Regions from separate parts of the Sus scrofa genome. Here region 2 is linked to region 1. Evidence: chromatin contacts called from public promoter capture Hi-C data. All regions are on one chromosome and are shown on one strand. Each heading gives the region's core, a stretch centred on a gene start, on an enhancer-like site or on the middle of the called end of the contact. The rest is flanking DNA. Distances are from core to core; before and after follow the strand shown.

Evidence for each region. Promoter capture Hi-C pulls out the DNA fragments that hold promoters and counts their contacts.
Region 2: a contact with region 1 is called in a promoter capture Hi-C map of fetal skeletal muscle, with 17 times the contacts expected there. The contact joins the promoter of SCRN3 here to the promoter of MAP3K20 in region 1. A contact is called at or near these places in 1 of 5 promoter capture datasets (fetal skeletal muscle) and 1 of 2 datasets of contacts at active chromatin or transcription factors (skeletal muscle).

Annotation. Positions count from the first base shown.
Region 1 is chr15:79,172,516-79,177,436 of Sscrofa11.1, forward strand. MAP3K20 (mitogen-activated protein kinase kinase kinase MLT) reads left to right here and starts at 1,998. Exons shown (of 20, transcript XM_013990583.2): 1 at 1,998-2,241.
Region 2 is chr15:80,373,053-80,377,973 of Sscrofa11.1, forward strand. It overlaps SCRN3 (secernin-3), which reads left to right and starts at 2,801. Exons shown (of 8, transcript XM_021074976.1): 1 at 2,801-3,460. The coding sequence starts at 3,456. CIR1 (corepressor interacting with RBPJ, 1) reads right to left here and starts at 2,656. Exons shown (of 10, transcript NM_001243831.1): 1 at 2,512-2,656; 2 at 309-403. The coding sequence starts at 2,583.

The DNA of each region.
Region 1 (4,921 bases), core at 748-3,247:
GAAAAGTGGAGTCAACCATGGGTATAAACACTAGAACGTATTTATTAGGTCTGGGGCCTAAAGAGATCAGTTGAATCAGGAGGAAATAGGCAGATTAACCAAAAAAAAATCAAACGAGGAAATCGGTTTATCACACAATTATTACGTATTTATTTCCACTATGTTCAGATATGACAGAATATAAGATTGACCTCAACGAGCTTGCAACCTAATTGGGAAGACACGAGCATGCCTATGGGATTATCATTTAAGCATATTTCCAAGACTGCTCTTTAATGTTCACTGTTCCTGCTGGTTATTCTCAGCCTAATTATATGAGGGAAAAATAGAATGAAGAAAAAAATGGATGGAAAGGAAGGGGAGCGTAGCTAAAAATATTAAGGCATGTGGTCCACATTTAAAGCAGTATTATTCATAGTTTTAAAGCCAGAACCTTTAGCTAACATTTAATTGGGTCTTCTTATTTTGCAGAGGAGGAGACAGGGCTTGTCTAGCAAAGTACCCCAGCTGATAAGTGGCAGGCCTAAAACCAAAAGCCAGGCTCTCTCTTCCCATTCTTGTGTCCTTCTCATCACCATCCAGTGCCTTTGAAGGTGAGGTAAAATGACAGGCGTCACCATATACCTGGGTGCTAAAGAGCTAAAGAGCTTAGTTTTCCTCTTAATGGTTAGATGATTTGGGGAATTCTCTGATTACCTGCATCAGGAAATTTTTTTAGCATGACAATTTTTGTCAATCCTAATTTATCAGTTCCCCAAAAAGAATGCTAAATTCCTAGTCCTTATCAAAGGGAAAATTCAAATATTAATCTGAATCACAGACTAGAAAATGTTTTTTTTTAAACCTCTATTCACTCATCTCCCCACTTCCATATCTTCAACTAGATGAACGATTTACAAATTTTATATTTCCCTCCTGAGCTCTTTTCAGAATCAGTTTCCTATTTCAACTGCTGCATCTCTATCGGTTTTTCCTCCCATGACCTCAAACTCAACAGGAAGCCAGTTCCTACTCCACCGATCTCTATTTCTGTCAGTGACACCATCATTCTTCCAGTCACTCAGGTCTGAAAATCTTGGCATCATCTCTGACTTTCTTCTTCTCTTCCACATCTAGTGGCTCACCAATTTCCGTGGCCTCTTCCTGAAGCATGTCTCTCAAGTCCCTTTCCTCTTTCCTAATTCTATTTTGTGCACGCCAATTCAAGCCCTCACAATCCCACGACCAAGTAGTGACAATATGATGCTTCCTAGTTTTGTCTTAGCAACCCATCCTACAGCCATCTTGGACTGAATTCTGCCTCTGGAAATCACCATTAAAACAAAAATCACAAAAGCCTATTTTACCCCTTTGATCCCAACTTTGCACAGTTCTCCAATGTCCATAGATGGTAACATTCAAGCTCAAAGCCCTGGATCACGCTGGCCATACCTTTGCAAACTCTTCTTCTGTTTCCTCCACAGAACCAGAAATCCTCTACTCGACCATGACTTCTCCGCCCTCGTACTGATTTCCACTTTTGCTCATACCTGGAATGGAGTCTAGTCTCCTCATCTGAACTTGGCTTTGCTAAAGTCACCAACCAGGGCAGCAGACCATGACCCCTTCTCAAAATTCCGTGGTATCTTGATGGTTCTACTAAGGCGGCCTTCAGCCCTATCTCCTCCGAAATATCTGTACGTCGGTCCCCTTCCCAAGTAGATAATTAACTTCCGTTGGGCACGAAGCAGCCTCCCACCTTTTTGCATCCCAGCGCCCTTTTCACGGTAAATGTTTGTTGCTAAGGATGAGTGGAGGGAAGACATATGAGTGTTATGTCGTTAAAAAGATGTGAAGACATAAAGGGGTGCAGAGGCACAGCCCTCTCCCCGCTTCCCCACGATAGGGGTGCCATCTGAGGGCGGCAGCAAGGTGTCCTCAGGATGCAGCCGGGGAGCCCAAGCGCCCGCCCCCGCCCGGCTGGCTTTCGGGCGCCTCTGCTCTGCGGCCCGGCCGGTGGGTGTGCGGGGCACCGGCAGGAAGGCCCGGCCTTTCCTCGCTGGGAGGTAGGTGGTGCTGTTGCCGTGACTGTCTCCCTCATTGGCGCCGGGCGGAGAGGCGGAATGTTCAACTCCTGACTCGGGCGGAAGCGTGGAAGCCGCGCCGGCCGCCGTCCTCTCGACCCCGGTCGCCGCCCGTGCCCTGGCCGTGTGCGGGGCCTCGGCGCCCCCGGCTGCTGCTCGCGTCCGGCCCGGGAGCCAGGTAGGGGACCAGGCCGGAGGCTGTGGGGGAGCGGGTGCGGGGCAGGCCCGCCGCGATCGCGAATCGTCCCGGCGTCGCGGGCCCAGGCCTTGTCGGGATCGGGGCCCCCACCGGACACCCCTGCCCGACCTGGAGCCGGCGTCCCCTGCTCTCGCGGCGTTGCGCGGCTGGGAGCAGATCGGGAACTTTGCGCGGGTCCCACGCAGAAGTTGACGCCCGGAAGAGCAAGGCGCAGCGGGAGCGTCCGGGGCGGTCTCGGCCCCCGGAGCGCGGCGCGGGCGTGGGGCGCCCTTCGGACGCCGGGACGCTAGTCTCGCTGGGGGTGACCCGAGCGTCTCTCCGGAGGTGAGGCGAGCGTCTCCCAAATCAGAGCAGGGCGCAGGCCGCTTCCCAGCAGAGGTTCTTGCGTGCGAGGCGAGCCCACTAACTTCAGTTTTCCTGTGGGTCGGCCGGGAGCCCGCGTCCCTCCGAGAGCGGCCGCGCCGGCTCTGCTCGGGGCACCGTGGTCCTCGTGCCCTCCCTCACCTCAAGTGTCCCGTGTTCCTTCGGCGGGCGCGGGGGCGGCTCATTTGCCGACCCGATGGCGTTCCCCGGTTCCTGGGCTTGGAGACATGCACCAGGCCCGGAGGTGCAGGCTGAGGCGGCCGCCACGCCTCGCCGGCTCCTGACAGCTTGCAGGAAAACTTTAATCCAAAACTGGTCGGAAGGCATCGAATTGCCTACAAAATGGGGCAGTCGTTGTTAGATTGCTGAAAATGTATGTTTCTGATGCGCCTCCGGGTCTTGCATAAGCACTGTTTATGGGGAAACTTAATTACTATTTTTGTTGGTTTCTTTAATAATGAAAGCAGCACCATTTAGTGGTCTATTCCAATGATATTACAATACGCAGCTTCTCATGAATGGTAGTGTATTAGAATCAACTTACAGAACTAATTCGATGATTTTTGAGCTAAGGTGGTTGTTAAAGTATATTCATATTTTAACCCTAAAGCCGTTTTATGCTTTCCTGATGTCAGTTGAACAGCCAGAATTCAGTGGGACCAAACCTACAGACATTTAGACAGAAAGTAAACAAGTGATTCAAGACGTTAATGTCTTCTTTGTGATAGGCCCATCTCCACAATGAAATTTCATGTCGTTTTTTGTTTTTCAAAAAATATGGGATGGCTGCGTTTTAATTATAGTTTTAGTCATTTGTGGAGCCTTTGTTTTACGTTCCTGCTGCAATAGTGAGAGATTTGGGAGATTGTAAATGAATGTGAATTTAGTTTGGAAAGAGAGTGAAGATAAAGAAATATGGTCTTTTAGAGCAATATGCACTGTTTATTTTAATCTTTCACAATCGAGTTTTTATTATAACTTTTTGGAGATTATTTTGGGAATTTTTTTAACTGAAAAGTACTGTTTATATCAAAAGTTTATGTGACAGTAATTACAAAGTAAATGACCATAATTGCAAGAATTATTTTTTCCTGTCTAGGAAACCAAGTAGATGATTGATCTCTTTTTCTTTCTTTCTTTTTTTTTTTTTTTTCTTTTTTTTGGGGGGGGGAACACATAAGAACAAATTAAAAAAAGAGAGAGAGAGATCCAAATATTAAGCACTAAGGATTTGGATCTAAAAATGGATGGTCAAAGATCTTGGGAACTAAGGGACCTTCTTGCCAAATAAGGAAACTTGGCAGGCTGCACTGTGTATTTTAAGTTAGCACAAGAGTGAGTGTTATTGGCAATATATTGGCTGAGTGCCTATCTGGAAGGAGCAGTGAAACTGACTTTGATAAGGTGACAGAATTATAAACAGGAGTTAAGAGGGGCGTGTAGTGAATAATCTAGTCATCACAGAAAACACTGGAGAAATCGAAGTGATGTTTCATGAAAAGGTATCAGCCATGGAGTGAAACTGTTAGTGTGGAGTGAAAGAAAAATGGACAGTTAATTTTAGAAATTGGCAGATTCAGAGAAAAGAGAGAATCAATGATTTAAAAAAAAACAGAAAAAAGTGTTTGTGGTGATATAGTACTTCTTGGGATAAGATAGCCCTATGTCTGTATCCAGAGATGTGGGAAATAAAAATCAATTTGGATCATTTGTTTTCCATTTTATTCTACCCAGGACAGATTGACAGGGAGGATGTCTTGTCTATCTAAATGTAATAGGAATAGCAAAGACACCTTTTGGCTGTACTGCAGGGAAGATTTAGGCTCCTTCTTTGGTGGCTATTAACCTTGTCCCGCTTACACACAAATAAGCAGAGTTCCAGCTGTGACCAGAAAACTGTACCTGTTAAAGAAAGAGAGCTATGAATGCTAGAGCTTAGATTGGTTTGACTGATACACGGGTGCCTTTGTGTCAGACCCTCCTGCGGACAGCTGAAGCATCGATTATGCCCTAATAGCAGTTAAGTAATCCCAACACAGGAGAAGACTGTGAGAACAAAGCAGCCACTCATTTGACACCCTAACCCCAGCATCACAATGGCTAATAGGACATAAAAGCCTCAAATTGAACTTTAGGTGGATGGTAAGCAATCTAGTAATTACAACAACAACAGTAATAATAAGAAGAAGAATTGGTTTAAAGAAAAAAAAAGGCAAATTAGAAGGAGGAGGCTGAATGATATAGTGGAAAAAAGGCATGATGTGCTGAAAAAAATGATTTGACCTTGAAGTCAGAC
Region 2 (4,921 bases), core at 1,551-4,050, 1.2 Mb after region 1:
AAGATAAGGTTATGATATTAGCAATTTTGTTTTAACTTAACTAAAAATCTATACAGATTCTTTCTCTTTCTTTCTTCTATTCTTTTTTGGCTTTTTAGGGCCACACCCATGGCATATGGAGGTTCCCAGGCTAGGTTGAATCAGAGCTACAACTGCCAGCCTACACCTTAGTCACAGCAATGCGGGATCTGGTATTGGTCTCAGATGTGGCTAGGATCCCATGTTGCTGTGGCTGTGGTGTGACTCAGTAAGGGATAGTCTCATGGAACTGATTATTCTAAAAACACCAGCAGGGTGGAATTTCTTACCTGTTATCATATGATTCTTGCTCTTTAAGATACTGCTGCATTAATTCTTCTTGTTTCTTCTTATCATATGATATTTTCTGTTCTGCCATCCATACCTAAATTAGTAAAGTAAAAAACTTAAATAGGAAGTTTGTTCTCTTTTATAATAAAATATAAAATGCTATTGTATATAGTTTATAAAATAATCTACTTTGGTCATAATATCATCATCACAAAATAACAGCTGAAAAATCTGATTTGTGACTTGATAGAAATATTTAAATATGATCATTAAAAATAACTAAACTTTCAGGCAAGAATGTCAAACTTGAGAACCGCTCTGAGCACTTGGAATACAATAGCTTCCTGCACTCAGTCCTGTGTTGTTTCAGAGAAGGGACTGGCCATCTCTCTACATGGAATATGTCTAGTTCAGTAAGGTTAAACAATGCCCACAGGTGCCAGTGGCTATCACTGACATCCCAAGAGAAGAGAAATGGAAGACAAGGAGGAGAAAGAAAGGAAAGGCAGATGTAGAAAAAAGGGAGGCGACAAGTGGGAAAACAAAGAGATAAGACAGATGTATCTGATGTCCTGCAGCTAGCTGCTCAAGGGCACCACCACCCACCACAGGTTGAATGCGTCCCTATGTAAAATTCTGAGTCATAAAAATGGTGAAGGTAGAAAGCCCACAGCCCATGCAAGGATATTTAATCATGTTATTTGCAGGTTTAAAAGGTATCAATGCCTTTCTACCTCCTTTAAAGTAAAGGACAAAGTGTCTGATAACCATTCAACATAAATATCAAGTCAAAACTTTCTCTATAAACATGCTAAGTTTTTGGTTTTTTGGTGTATCGTTTTGCCATGCCCATGGCATGTGGAAGTTCCTGGGCCAGGGACACCACAGCAATGAACCCAACTGCTGCAGTGACAATTAGCTGACTAGATAAAGGGTGATAGGAAATGATGAATCTTGAATTTCTGGCTTGTGTTACTAACTCTGTTTCATACTGATATGAGAAATGGAAGTATAACAAGAACAGCATATTTAGGATAAAAGTTCCATTTCAAGTATGTTGAGTTTGAGATGCCAGTAGAATATCAAGATAAAACTGTCTAGTATATAGTTGTCTTCAGGTGCCTCCAGCTAGGGGGAAAGATGTTGCACTGCAGCCTTGAAAGGCAGGAATAAAGAAAAGGTTTATTCATGAAATTGGCTGTGATTGCTTGGGAAAGCATATGGAGTAAGCAAGACATGGGCCAAGGATGAAACTCTAGCTACCACCTATATTTTATGAGCAGGCTAAGAATAAGGACGTGTGCAGCAGCAATTAACATTTTACTGAGTACTCCCTCTAGGTGATGGGCAGAGTGGTACTTGTTTCAAAGCCTTTGCCTACACCATCTTATTTAGTCCTCATCATAATTTCTAAAGTCATGGCAACTGATACTGATTCTTCTTCTTTGTTTCCATTTTGACTACACCAGAGGCAGGCAGAAGTTCCTGAGCCAGGGACTGAATCTGTGTCACAGCAGTGACAACGCTGAATCCTTAACCTGCTGAGCCACAAGGGAACTTGGTATTGATCATTCTTAATTTATAGATTAGGAGATGAAGAATCAGGATGTTAAATATTTTGCGCAAGGTCTTGGGGCTAAAAGCAACTGTACTGGAATAACAGAATCTAGGGCTAGTTTCAATGTTCACTCTTTCTACTTCACAATTCTGCTTTCCCCTGCCATAATATTCAGCACTTTTTTGTACTGGACTTAGTAGACCTGCAAGTGGTTATTTAAAAAACCAAAGTTCAATGAGGTCATCAGACAGACACTGCATTATTGGATGAGATAAAGAGGATAAAAATCTATCTTAAATAAAGTACAGGATAGCAAAGCTCAGAAACCGTGATCTCTGGGATCCGAAAAGAAAAAAAAATCAGAGTCTGCTGAGGGAATTGATGGGGAATCCTAACATCAGTCTTCGTATCTTAAGGATTTACATTCTAACTGACAGAAGCGAAAGACCTGACAGAGCCACTAGTCTCTTGGCTGATGAAGAATAAATGTTGAGGGCAGCTTTGTCAGTGAGTTTCTCAGCGGAGAAGGGATGAGAAATGCCAAGACTTTAGACAAGGAGAAGAGGGATCCCACAGATACTTCCACTCTCACCTCCAGAAGCTCCTGGGAACGAAGGCGCCAAAGGCCTGTTCCCCGTACTCACTTTTTTGATGTTGGATTTGGAGGCAGGATGAAAGTCCTTCTTGCACATGAAATTGGCGAAGGATTTCCCCATTTTGGAGCCTGAGCTGGGAAAGGCAGCAGCTAGATCTTTGAGCAATGTAAACAAACTCTGCGCCTAGCCGGAACTGCGCTTCCCGTAGCAGCGTGAACTTCCGGGGTCAAAGGGGGCAGCTTCCGGCAGCTGGCTCGTCGGCCTGCCTCTCGTCGCCTCTCCTTCCTTTCACGTTGGGTAGCTCCGAGACTGGTGAGGGGCGTCCACGGGGGAGGGGCTAGCATAGTCAACACTAGGAAGTAGGAAGTTGGGAACTGCAGGACAGACTGAGGGGCTTCTTGGAGAGGCTCCGGGGAGGGGCCTGGCCGCAGCTGCGCGGCTTGCAATTTGAGCGCCTCGGGCTGGGCGGCGGAGTGGGCGCTGGGTGGCGGCTCTTCTGCTGGAGGCGCTTGAAGTCAGAGATCTTTGTGAACTGACTCGAGTTACGCAAAACTTTTCTGCACCAATTTTTCTCATCTGTGTTACTAAAGTAGTAATTATTGCTCTAACCGTAGTACGTTTGTGAGGATCAAGCGATGTGATGTTTCTGAAGGCGCTTGGTGAACTAAAAAGCATATAAAATAGAATACCAACTCCACAAGGCGAGAACTCTATTTGGTTACTAGTTGTGCGGCGCCTGAGGCAGAAAGTTGTTAACTGATGGGATTCCCGCGGTGGCGCAATGGGATCGGCAGCATCTTTGGAGCGCCTCAACCGGCACAGTGGGTTAAGGATCCAGTGCTGCAGCGTTGCAGCTGTGGCTCGGATTTGATCTTCGCCGGGAAATTCTATATGCTGCGGGGTGGCTAAAAAAGGAGAAAAAAAAAAATGGGGGAAAAAGTGATGAATACGCCCTAGGAGTTAGTAAAGGCTCTCAGGGCATTCCCTCTTAAATGGGGTAGGTGTTTTCCTAACTAGGTTGCATGTTTCCTTAGGTTTCCTCACGACCCCTCTTAGCTCAGATCACCTAGTGCAGCTTGGTGGCCCTTGAGACTAGGGTTTTGAGTGGACCTAGCTGCTACTGCTGTAGGGGATCCGCCAACTAAGGCCTCTCCTGGGATGGGGGTAGGTAATGTCAAGAATAAGCAAAAAAAAAAAAAAAGCTTTTTGTGAGATATTTACTCTTCCGACAAATAATAGTAACAGCTTTCATTTACCATCTAATATGTTCTATGCGTTGTGCAAAATGTTTTAGATATTGTCTTATTAAATTCTCATAACAGCCCCCTGAGCTATTTACCTATGAGACAGGAGGCTTAGATAGAAATTAAATAGCCTGCCAAAGTTAGGTATGGTGGAACTAACATTGGAACACAAAAAGGTGCAGATCTAGGACATAAAGGTTGAAATTTACAGAAAAGAACAGAAGCAGTGGTGACCTCTCTTTTTCCATCACTCTTATGAATTTCAGGGTGAAATTGTTTCTTATTTGAGTCATTTTGTTTTCTTCTGAATGAAACATTTATTTCACGTAATTTTTGTTTTTAAATTGCTAGTGTCTGTTAGTGTAAAGTCATTTTAAGGTTTGGATATTGTAAAAACAAAGGAATGAAGGAAACTCAAACAATGTGCCATTCTAGAAGCAAACAATTTCTACTAAATTTGAAGATTGAAGATATTCCAAATGATGACACTATCCTGATATTAAATTATCAATCAGGGTTTATAATTTATGAATGTGAACATCTTCCTGGAAATAACGATTTGGAATTTTATTGACTTGTTTTTCTGTCTGTCTGATTCAGTGAGTCTGTTTCAAAATTTCAGCCTTATCGGTATTGTAATCTGTGTGTATTCTCCAGTTCAAAAGAGACCCTATCTTCCTTCCTTTGAGGAAATACTAGGTATATAATACTGGGACTTTTTCATAGTTCCATGGATGAGAATACAAAAGATTAGTAAGACATATTCTCAGCACTCAAAGATCTTTTGTCTTTTGAAGTTCCCAGGCTAGGTAGTTGCACCACAGCCAGAGCAACTCGGGATCTGTGACTTACACCATAGCTCATGGCAGTGCTGGATCCTTAACCCACTGAGCAAGGCCAGGGATCAAACCCATCTCCCCATGGATACTAGTTGGGTTTGTTAACCACTGAGCCATGAGGGGAACTCCTCAAGGATCTTACTCCAGTAAGAAGACTCATATAAATGCACAGATATGGTCTTTATAACAGCAGAGGTAGGTACAAGGGTTCCCAATTATAGAAATAGTGAGATTCAGGGAAGACTTCAGGAGAGAAAGAGCTTAGAGGGTAAATGTGACCTATAGACTAGAAGAAAGTACTTGGCATTCTTATTTTCTTATTAATTATTGTACTGGGTTCATTCCCAAGTCATTTTCTTGGGAGTTCTCATTATA